2 separate regions of the Mus musculus genome follow, and region 2 is linked to region 1. A link is a contact called in public promoter capture Hi-C data. All regions are on one chromosome and are shown on one strand. Each heading gives the region's core, a stretch centred on a gene start, on an enhancer-like site or on the middle of the called end of the contact. The rest is flanking DNA. Distances are from core to core; before and after follow the strand shown.

Region 1 (5,313 bases), core at 1,915-4,414:
ATGGACACTGCTGGGGTGGGAAGAAGCTGGCTCAAGAATAGGTAGAGGCAAGCGCACCTCAGCTCTAGGGCTTGGCCCAGGATTTTCTGTTTCCCCTCCTAAGACATTATAGCTAGGTAGGTTGTACAAGTGTGTCTACAGGGGGGAGGAGTGGGAGGGGTAGGGGACTCCGGAGATGGGGCACACAATATCTGGAGAATGCTCCCTAGCTCCTGACAGTAAGCCTGGGCCCCAGCATGTGTCCAGGGGCTCACCCAGGTTCTCTTCCTCCGCCCTGCTCTGCTCTTCTATGCTCTGCTGGCTCAGGTGGCTCCTCAGCATGCCGTTCTCCTCCTCCAGGATGTTAGCCTGCTTCTTCAGTGCCAGGATGTCCTCTGCCATCTTCTGCATGGCCCGCCGGTAATTGTTCATCTCCTAGAAGCCCAGAAGCCTCAGCTGAACCCTTACCCAATGCCCAACCCCCCAGGATCCCACTCTACATCTGCACCCATAGTGAGTCACTCTTAAGGTCACCCTCAGGTTGTACCCCCCCCAAACCCTAGCAATTACCCAGAGAGTGGTTGGGCATGGTCCTCATCTCTCCTGGGAGTATTAGGAGGGCCACACAAATGTGTCTCCTCAGGGACCACACTGATTCATGTAATACCAGGGGAACATAGGGTTCAGGTATTGGGTTAAGAAACCTGTAGGCAACAGTCTCAAAAGGATGGAGCCATGTTTCTAGATCCTGAGTAAATCCTATCTACTTCTTCACCTTCTCTCTTCTCCCGCTCCCTCTTCTAACTCAACTCCTCCACAGGAGGAGTCTCTTAGACTGCCCACCAGAGCCACTTGGGGGCTGGACTGCCATCAGCTTCCCAAATAGCCCAGCATCCAAGAAGAGACACCAAGAAGACACTGAAGACTCAGGTAACATCTCAAGGCCAAGATCAGGATCCAGATATAAGATGGAGGAGATGCAGGGAGTGGGGGCAGGAAGCCAACTTAGGTCTGGAAGGGCAATAACCATAGTCTTAATGATCCCTGGCTTCCCCCACATGCCAGGCCTCCGGCTAAGTGCTTTAGGTGCTGATCTGCATTCAACCCCCAGCAAGCCTATGGGACAACCACTTTACAGAAGAAACCGAGGAAACCAGAGGGGGCAAGCAACCTACTCAGTGTTAGGAGTAATGGGCAGTGAAGTCAGGGTCTGAATGGGGCTTTGAGTCTGTTTGGTTCTTTGTTTTCTTTTTCCTTTTCCTTTTTTTTTTCTCTTTCTCATTTTTTTTTTTAAACAAACCACAACTAAGTCTGCCTATATACGTACAGGGCAACTGAGCAGAATTCATATGCATTTCGTGCGTGTGTGGGTGTGCCTGTGTGTGGGGGTGTGGGGGGGTGTGCCTCTGTGTGTGTGTGCCTGTGTGTGTGTGAGGTGCCTGTGTGTGTGTGTGTGTGCCTGTGTGTGTGTGTGCCTGTGTGTGTGTGTGCCTGTGTGTGTGTGTGGGGGGGGAGTGTGCCTGTGTGTGTGTGCCTGTGTGTGTGTGCCTGTGTGTGTGTGCCTGTGTGTGTGTGCCTGTGTGTGTGCCTGTGTGTGTGTGCCTGTGTGTGTGTGTGCCTGTGTGTGTGTGTGCCTCTGTGTGTGTGCCTGTGTGTGTGTGTGTGCCTGTGTGCCTGTGTGTGTGTGTGCCTGTGTGTGTGGGTGCCTGTGTGGGTGCCTGTGTGGGTGCCTGTGGATGCTCAGCCTTGAATGTCAACCTCAGGAAAGAGATCCAGTCCTTGAAACAGTGCAAGTTTTCCTCCACCCAGAGCTCATCAGTTAGACTAGATTGCTTGGTCAGTGAGTCCTTAGGTTTTTTTTTTTTTTTTTCTGTTTTCCCCTTTTCATGCTAGCACTACAAACACTCCACTGTACCTAGTGTTTACATGTGTGCTTGGCCTCAAACTCAAGACCCTACATTTGCAAGAAAAGTACTTTAACTCCTGAGCCTTATCTTCAGCCCTGAATTTGTTTGCCAACCATATTCTTTACTATTCAGCACAAGTTCCAAGCATGCAGTATCTGTAGACACACACACACACACACACACACACACACACACACACACACACAGAGAGAGAGAGAGAGAGAGAGAGAGAGAGAGAGAGAGAGAGAGAGAGAGAGAGAGAGACTGAGATCTGAGATACAGGCAAGCAAGGTTCTGGAAGAGAACGGCTCAGAGATGGGAGGCAAGTGAGCCCTCTGAGCTGCCTGTGGACTTCTGGGCTGTGGGATGCCTTGCTCCTGTGGGTGGGCCTCCCAGGATCCAGAAAACACAACTCTACATCCAACTCTCCCCTGGTCTCCAGCTGCCTGGGGGCGGAATCCAACTATATCCCAGCTATAGTCTCCCACCTGCTGCATGGTGTGCCATGGCTTTCTAGGGGAGGGGAGTCCCCAGCCAGCAGGAACTCATCGGACACCACCAGTCATCTGCCACTGCTGTCTAGCCTTCTGGCTATAGTCCCTCTGACTGGTGCCAGTATTGGCTCTATCTCCCTAGCATCTGTTCTGGCTTCCCCAGATCTATGCCCATCTGGTATCTTCAGACAGAGTGCTAACTGGGACCCTGAACCTGGGACCACACACACAAACACAAACACACACACACACACACACACACACACACACACACACAATTTGGTGTCAGGGACATGTGTGGAACTTGGGACCTCCTGGAGGCCTAGGTGTTGCTGTGAGCTCAGGTTGGGCTGTGCAGGTGTCAGAGAGTTGGTCTTACTTCTGTTTCAACGGGTTGTTCCACTTAAACTCTTTTTCTTTCTTTCTTACTACCCGGGGCTTGCTGGCTCCCCCTCTGCTGGGTGGCCTTCACTTTATGACTCATCCGATGCCTGGCTGGATCTAGGGCTCAGAGCTTGGCTGAAGGAAGTCTCTGATATCTCAACAGAGGATATTCATCTTCTGTACTTTCCTCGATGCTTCAGTATCTTATGCTGCTCTGATTAGAGTGGCCCCAAATGGGGTTATTAGCTTATATGGTTATCGCCTCCATACATACACAGTCCCATGTGCACAGATACAGGAAATCATATTCAAGGATGATCCATGCAGCACAGTCTATAGTCTTACACTAACTACTGCTTCTCTGGTGCCTGGTCTGTCTGTAAGGAATGTCCTAGAATTAATTGTCCTTGTACAGAGAGTAGGCCAGACTATTGCGAAATGAAGAGATCATGTGGGGAGTCAACACCATTCTGACCTTAACTGGGAGGGGATGTGTATGTGCACATAGAAGACATTTTGGACAAGAGGTTGCCAGCCCCTTGGGGTCCGGTTAGCAGGGGATTATCCTTTCTAAGACCCCACTGTTCACCATCTCTGCAGTTCTGGGCTGTGAAGGGACTAAGCTCTGATCTGTTATTTGTACCCTCCCTACAGAGGAAGAAAACAGGGATCATAACGAAGAAGGGAAGGACAGAGGGAGAGGTTGGCTTCTGGTGAGGTGGCCCTGCCACAGCCATCAGGTCCTTCTGGAGGAGGATCAATGGGTCCCAGGGACTCCATCCCTTGAAGAGTAGCCCTCCCCTTCTCTTCCTCCCCAGCCTCTTAGCCCAGCCCTGCCTATTCACCCTGGAAGAGGGGCTTCCGTCTGGAGACTGTGTGGGCTCCTGCCTCATCTTCTTTACTCTGGCCAGAGTCTGTTTCTGTGGGAACCTCAAATGCCTCCATTTGCATGGCCAAGTGGGGACCTTGTCAGCACAGCTGGGCTGGGAGACTGACCACAAGGTTCAAGCTGGCAGCCCTGACCTCTAGCCACAGCCTGCAGCCGGGCTGCCCTCAGGGCCACGCTGTGCGTCATGTCCTAGCCTTGAGAACCCTATGCTCTGGATTTTCCTTGCTGTCTCACTCTCTTGTTACCTTCTGGGGGAGGGACAGGTATGCCCGACTCAAATGCCACTGTGCCTGACCCCAAGGTTCCTTACCCACTAACACTCCCTCCTAGGACCTTCAGAGCCTGCCAGAGTGAGACAAGTCAGAGTGCCAGGCTCTGCTTTTCCCAGCTGCCCAGGAGTGGACTTTACTGCAGTCACAGCACAAAACTCCAGTGTCCTCATCTTCGGGATGAGAAGTCAGCCCCCAAGGACTAGTGCCATCTGAGGACAGTAGGAAGGTTAGCCCTGATGAGCACTAGGGTGCCTGGAAATAGTAACTCACTTCTTAGAATCACTTTAAGTTTCTTTAAAGACATATTCAAGAATGGCCCTGGGCAGTGGGCCCCGAAATTCTTCTTATGGGATGAGTCACAGTGGGAGGACAGTGGGGATTCTCTGACAAGTGCCCTAGGGAGATTGCTTAGACCCTGGTCAGTGCTATGGTAAAGTATAAAGCATATTACCCAGTGAGGATCTTCTAAACACACCGCCAACTATGTAGTCAGGATAGCCCTTGTACCAGCGCTATGCAGATAGAGAAACTGAGGCTGTGAGCAGCGTGCCCAGAGACTGTCACAAAGCCTGTGCCCAAAGCAGCACGATATCCCCCAGGGTGCTCAAGGCTTGCTGAGTGCCACTTTGTACAGTTCTGGGCCACTCAGGTCCTAGAAGAGAGCCAAGCTAGACAGTCCTTGCCTTTGGTGGTTCACTCTACACTGATGGGGTAGCAGACACTTCCCGTGTCTGTGGCAGAAGGGGCTTCCAGGAGGCCCGTCTGGGCTAGGAAACCTGAGAAAGCTTCCTGGGGGCATATGGGCAGGCTGTACCTGGGAGGAGGAGGCAGAGGAGAAGTTGTGGGGAGGGGAGAGCAAGGGAGAGCAGCAGGGCAAGCAGAGACGTGGGCTCAGGAGCCTGGTCTCTGCTGCTGGGCACTGAAGGGCCCACGCTGGAGGGGGGTATAGTAAGGGCTCGCTGGCTGCTAAAATACGTAGGAACAGAGGGGTATAGGGACCAAGAGTAGTGCTGCATGAGAGGCGGCGGCACTCTTGCCTGGCAGAGGCTGTGGGACCCTTGCCTGGCGGAGGCGGCAGGACCCTCGCCTGAAGTAGGAGGCAGTTCCATAGAAACAAGATGAAGACAATGGGTGTGGACCCAACAGACTGTGGGGGCACTGGGAAGGCAGTTTTCTAGGACATGTGTCTCAGGGAGAGCGCGCATGTTCAGATTTGAGAAATGGGGAGAGAAAAGACCAAGGTATTGGTGGTGGGTGCTGAGGAACCTCGCAAGTGGCAAAAGCCGGGTGGCCGAGCCAAAGCCACGGGGCTCCTGAAGAATGCTGGGGCTGTGGAAAGTGTTGACAGGGTTGAGAGCAGGGATCTGGAGCCAGTGGGCTAGCTTAGC
Region 2 (5,313 bases), core at 2,009-4,508, 200 kb after region 1:
GACCCTCTGAAACTACAAATCCAAATAAGCTCTTTCTACTCTAAGATGTCCACTATTTGTCACCCATGGGCACATTCTACCTATCACCAACCTTCATCGACTGACTTTGTTGTTTTTCAGTCAGAATCTTCTACATAGCCCTGGCTGTCCTGGAACTCACTCTGTAGACCAGGTTGGCCTTGAACTCACAGAGATCTATATCCGCCTCTGCCTCCAAGTGTGGGAATTAAAGGTGTGTGTCACCACAATGCCCGGCTCACTGATTAACCAGGGAATGAACTCTTGTCTACCTTTCCTCATGAGTACTTAGCAGATAGAAAGTACACAAGGAAGCTCTAGAGAAACTCTAGAGACGCTTCCAGATCTAGAAGATATTACAGAGGATGGACATGGCCTGGAGAAAGCAGCCTAGCAAGCATTGTAGAGGTGTTCTTGCCTGATGCAGAAAGAGGGTCAGAACGCAATAAGCATGCAGCTAGTGCCTGCAGACTGTCCTTGGTATGACTTAGGTTTTATTGCCTGGCTGGGAAATTTTCCAGGTGCCAGGTGAGCCTGAGAGTCACCTGCTGTGGCTGTGGCCTTTGGGACCTTGAACAAGGGGAGGCAGAAGTCCTAGGCTGAAGTCCGTGTTACTCACCAGATTCTCGGTGTCCGAATCCTCTGAGCTGCTGATCACCACAACTCGCTCCTCTGAAAAGGAGAGGGGGTGGCAGCATTAAATCCTTCCTGGAATGGCCACTGGCTAGGGTGAGACATCCAGGAGAATCCTTGTCCAATGGGCTGGGGATGACAGATACCCTGTCCTGTGTGTGCTAGGAGGAGATGGAGTGTTTATGTCCCCAGAGCACAGAGATTGGCACTAGCAGTTTTCGGAGGGAAGGAGGCAGGGCTAAGGCATAGCCCCTCCAGTGTCCCACACTGAAATCATAGCAAGCACAGGGTAAACCACCAGTGCCATATTCAATGGCTGCTCAGAGCAGCTCGGGCATGGGAGTCCTGATGGCTCTGAGTGCCCAGGTGGGATTAGAATGTGGAGGTGGGGCCTGGGGTGTTCCAGATATCTGAGGGCATGACAGTCTTACACAGGTGTTCCCTGCCTAATCCTCCTACCTGTTTCCCCTGTGTCACTGGTAACATGATTGTTGTTGGGCAGGAGGATCTTTTTTTCAGGGACGGTGCTCTCAGGGTTGGAAGTCCCATCCAGATGGGGAGGGGAGGTGGCCTTGAAAGTGCTGGGCCAGGACTGCTCGGGGGAGCTTGTGGCCAACCTGTCCTCGTTCTCCTCTGTGGACTCCATCTTGATGATCTTCCTGGAGCAATCTTCGTGGGAGCACTTCCTCTTCATGGAGCCGACTGTCTGAGAAGCCTCCTGAAGAGTGGGAAGTTAGAGGGGTGACTGGGGTGCCTCTAGTGGTGCTGGGCTGAGACACTGAGCTGAGTGACAGGGGGTTTGTGGCATGTTTTCACTCTCCTTCTTTTGGCCATGCTGAGCATATCTCTGCAAACAGGAGGCTCTCTCAGGTCGCCATGTGCACTGGTCATGGCCACTGACCAACAGTCTCGGTTGATCTCATAGCTTTGGCTGTCTCAGCATCCCAGCTGGGCTGAGAGTGGCTTAAGATTATTTCGAGCTTCCATGGGGAGCATCTGAGAGCAATGGAGAATACGGAGCAAATATAGGCCTGAGAAAGCCCAGATTCTCCAATTACACCTCACTGTTGGCTGGAGTCTAAGCCTTTTAGATTGAGGCAGTGCTGAATAGTGGGGGCTTACCTCTCTGTAGGTGGGGCCTTGCATTGAAAAGGCATACACTGGTACAGGGTGTGCTCCAGGCACTGTTTTTACCATAGCCACAGGTTGGGTCTTAGACAGCTCTAGGGCCTGAGCCTGTACACTCTGCACTTCTTTGGGCTGTAAAAGCAGGTAACAGAAAAGTTAGAAATGCAATGACCCTGGGCCTACAACCTGCCTCAGGTGTAAGCTTGGTCCCAATCAAAGAGCTCACTGGGACAAGTAATTTCTCCCAAAAGTCTCCATGATGTCACCTCCTCTGACCTTGGGCTGCTGGCACCCAGGCACTGCTTCAATCTGTGTGTGTCCTGACAGGGCAGGACGACACCTCCGGGACCATGGTGCCTATCCTCAGAATATGCTTGACAACCAGCCTAGCTTGCCTGCCTCTACAGACAGGTTGCTTGCTGCTGAAAGCAACACTTCCCTCAGCAGCAACAGAGTTGCAGCAGTCGGGAACTTGGAGGCCAGCCTCCTGGGAGCTTGCCTTACCCGAGTCTTAAACTCTAGTAGCTACTGCATGCATTGGAATTACTTAAAACTCACTGGGTCTCAGTCTCCCTCCATAAAATGGAATAATGACACTTGCTGAACGCCATCAAAATGTCTTGAAGAGTATCTAGTACCCAGTAGTGAGGGTGACAAGGATGGCTAATGAATATAATACTAGTTTGATTACTATTCCATGTCCGAGTTGGTGTTCAGGGTCCTGCTAAATGAAGCAGGAACAACTCCTCAAATAGTGAAAAGGGAGCTCAAGAGATGGCAGCTCTGGGCTGGCGAGATGGCTCAGTGGGTAAGAGCACTGACTGCTCTTCCAAAGGTCCTGAGTTCAAATCCCAGCAACCACATGGTGGTTCACAACCATCCGTAATGAGATCTGACGCCCTCTTCTGGTGTGTCTGAAGACAGCTACAGTGTACTTACATATAATAAATAAATAAATAGATCTTTAAAAAGAGAGAGAGAGAGAGAGAGATGGCTGCTCTTGCAAAGCAGCCGGGTTCAGTTGTTCAGTTCCCAGAACCCACACGACAGCTGACCTTTCTGCAGGTACTGTACACATATGGTACACTCACATGCAAGCAAAACATTCATATACATAAAATAAGTAAATAAATCTCTTTTAATGGAAGAATCACCACATGGCTTACCAACTCTACACTCCTAGGTACTACCTCAAAAGCACTGAAGGTAGATATTCAACTGCAAACTATGCATGGGGCTGGGCAGGAAGCCCAGTGGTTAGGCACCTGCCTGCCATGTTCCAAGCCCCATATATTCAATCCTCAGAGCAGGAGCAGGAATTTTCACCATTTTATCTTTGCCTTTATGGCTCTGCAGTTGCTGGCGTATAAAAGGCTCTTGTTCTACTTAGGCCAGGAAATCCCTGCAGGCAAGGCTGGGTGCCTCTACTTCTGTTTCCTCAATACAACTCTCACTAGCGTTGAAGAAGCAGGAGACATTAAGGTGGGGGATGGGGCAGTGCTGTGTCAGCCTGAGCTGCCTCTCCTGTCAGCACTGGCTATGCAGCTATAGTTTAGCCTCACAGGACCTTTGCTCCCACACACTGCTACCCACGTCTTTCCCGAGTCCTAGCTTCAGCCCCCAGGTGACGACCACAGTAAAAACGAGGAACTTTTATGGAAAAAGACCCTGCCCAAGTTAAACTTCCTCACATCTGAGTCTCTCTGGGTCTTAACTACATCCCTGCAAGAGGCTTTACACTCCACGCTCTCTTGTAGCTCTAAAATTCTCAAAAGTCCTGCCTCCCCCATGAAGCCTTTCCCCACTGCTGTAACCCACAGCAATCTCTTTTCCATGGCTTGCCCCAAGGCAAAGCTAGAAAAGGTTTAATACCCTTGCTCCCCACCAGAAGATCTGCCTGGTTCTGGGCCCACATCTTGACATGCAGTCACACGTAACAGAGTGACCAAGCTGGGGAGGGAAAGATGCCAGGCACAGAAAGGAACTGAGAGAGCTTATCCTGTTGCAGGGGAGCCATGCCTATGAGCGTGGATGAAGGAGAATGAAAAGGATACCCGTGTGTTTCTCCTCTGAGAAGTGCTCAGTCAGAGCAATCAAAACAGGAACCAATGCACTTCCTGTTCCCAACGGCCTGGATATGAAAGCTGCTGAGCTAAGGATACGGCAGAAGTAATGCCAGCATGAGATTATCTAAGGGTGTTTTCCAACCCTAAGCAACTAGTTTATTAGGTATATGATGGCCCTGGAATCTGTGGGGTTGAGCTCTGACTCTTAGTGTTAAGTCCAAGAATTATGTGCATGGGAGTGGAGATCCACCTATGCCAGCCCCAGAAAACAGCTCTGGCAGTCCGTGTGAGCATCAGGTACATCCTGTGTCACATCCAACAGGGCCACTGCTTATACTCTTTACATTCACCGCCTGCCCACCCCTGGGTCTGACCCCTCCTGAACTGGCTAGTGGCCCATCAAGAGCTAGTTGGGCATTTAGGAACCTTGCACCAGACAGCCAACCCTTCCCTGACCCTCTCCTCTTTCGAGCTCCAGACCTGCTGTCCTCTTTCAGGCACTCTACTCTCCCTCCATCAGGATATCAAAACTCCCAGGCATTTACCTGCTGTGCCCTGCCACCTCTCCTCCCACATCAAACCCTTCTCACCTGCTCAAGGTCCTCAGGCGTGCTGGTTGTCACTGGGTGAGTGCTGGCTGCCTCTGGTTGATTGCTGGCTGCCTCTGGGCTGGCTACAGCTGCATCTGGGAGGAAAACACAACGGAGAACACAAGAGCACTCTACTAAGAACTCTTAGCTGGGACAGTGACAGGGAGGAGGTCCTTGATGCTTTTCTTGGCTATTTATTATTGAACACACCTCCAAGAGGGGCTGGAGTTGACTGCTGAAGGCATGAACCCAAATAGAATGGGGGGCGGGGGGCAGTAGCACTGGGTTCTACCTTTGGCTCTAAACCCCAAATGCACATCTTTGCATCTCTGGGGAATCATTCACTGCCTACATGGAGAAGATAGAAGTCCATCTCCATTCTAGGACCATATCTTTATAAGCCCATGGCTCATGTGGTCCAGTGGGGGAGTCCTCCTATCCTTGGAGCCTGCCTAGAGTCAAAAGGGGCATCCCTCAACAGCTGCTCAGAAATGACGTCTCAGCTTAAAGATTTAAACAAAAACTCTGAAGGAATAAATGTGCACTCATGGTCTTTGTCTGGAAAGCCACTTGATACCACCCACTCATTCGGGACACAGCTCCTGGATTTTGATTCAGATCCAAGCATGTCTCTGGATATGCGATGTGGCCCAGGATCCTCTTCCAGTTGGGCAAGACAGAACTTGTGGTCAGGAACTGGCCCACCACTTCTGTACATCATAAAAGCCCAGTAAAGGAGGCTCTAGGACCTAGAGGCTGGCAGATGGCTACTTTCTTCTAGGGGAACTCTTCCTTTCAGTGTCTGACCAAATACCTCACAGTTAGGTTTTCTGTGCTTCCTCCTCTCCTAACCCTACAGACTGGTTGAGTTCTCTTTT

The links. Capture Hi-C pulls out chosen DNA fragments and counts their contacts.
Region 2: a promoter capture Hi-C map of adipose tissue shows a contact between it and region 1. The contact joins two enhancer-like sites. A contact is called at or near these places in 13 of 39 promoter capture datasets (the 3T3-L1 cell line, the C10 cell line, the HPC-7 cell line and 8 more), 4 of 15 datasets of contacts at CTCF or cohesin (the G1E-ER4 cell line, the NIH/3T3 cell line and embryonic stem cells), 57 of 484 Hi-C or Micro-C datasets (the 3T3-L1 cell line, B cells, the G1E-ER4 cell line and 37 more), 17 of 115 datasets of contacts at active chromatin or transcription factors (the HPC-7 cell line, the NIH/3T3 cell line, double positive thymocytes and 8 more) and 4 of 9 other capture datasets (adipose tissue, embryonic tail, liver and 1 more).

What each region holds. Positions count from the first base shown.
Region 1 is chr9:58,033,302-58,038,614 of GRCm38.p6, forward strand. Ccdc33 (coiled-coil domain containing 33) reads right to left here. Exons shown (of 20, transcript NM_001166282.1): 12 at 255-414; 13 at 1-10. Gm16130 (predicted gene 16130) reads left to right here. Exons shown (of 5, transcript NR_168941.1): 2 at 1-47; 3 at 307-399; 4 at 800-909. Among named protein-coding and RNA genes, the nearest start is that of Gm16130, 3.7 kb to the left of the region's middle. Within about 2 kb of position 3,165, at least 28 of the 459 cell types and tissues checked have an H3K27ac peak or open chromatin away from gene starts, as enhancers often do. A contact at or near this core is called in adipose tissue, where this site is marked.
Region 2 is chr9:58,228,718-58,234,030 of GRCm38.p6, forward strand. It overlaps Pml (promyelocytic leukemia), which reads right to left. Exons shown (of 9, transcript NM_178087.4): 4 at 4,436-4,530; 5 at 1,774-1,911; 6 at 1,111-1,369; 7 at 638-690. Among named protein-coding and RNA genes, the nearest start is that of Mir6385, 10 kb to the left of the region's middle. Within about 2 kb of position 3,259, at least 91 of the 459 cell types and tissues checked have an H3K27ac peak or open chromatin away from gene starts, as enhancers often do. A contact at or near this core is called in adipose tissue, where this site is marked.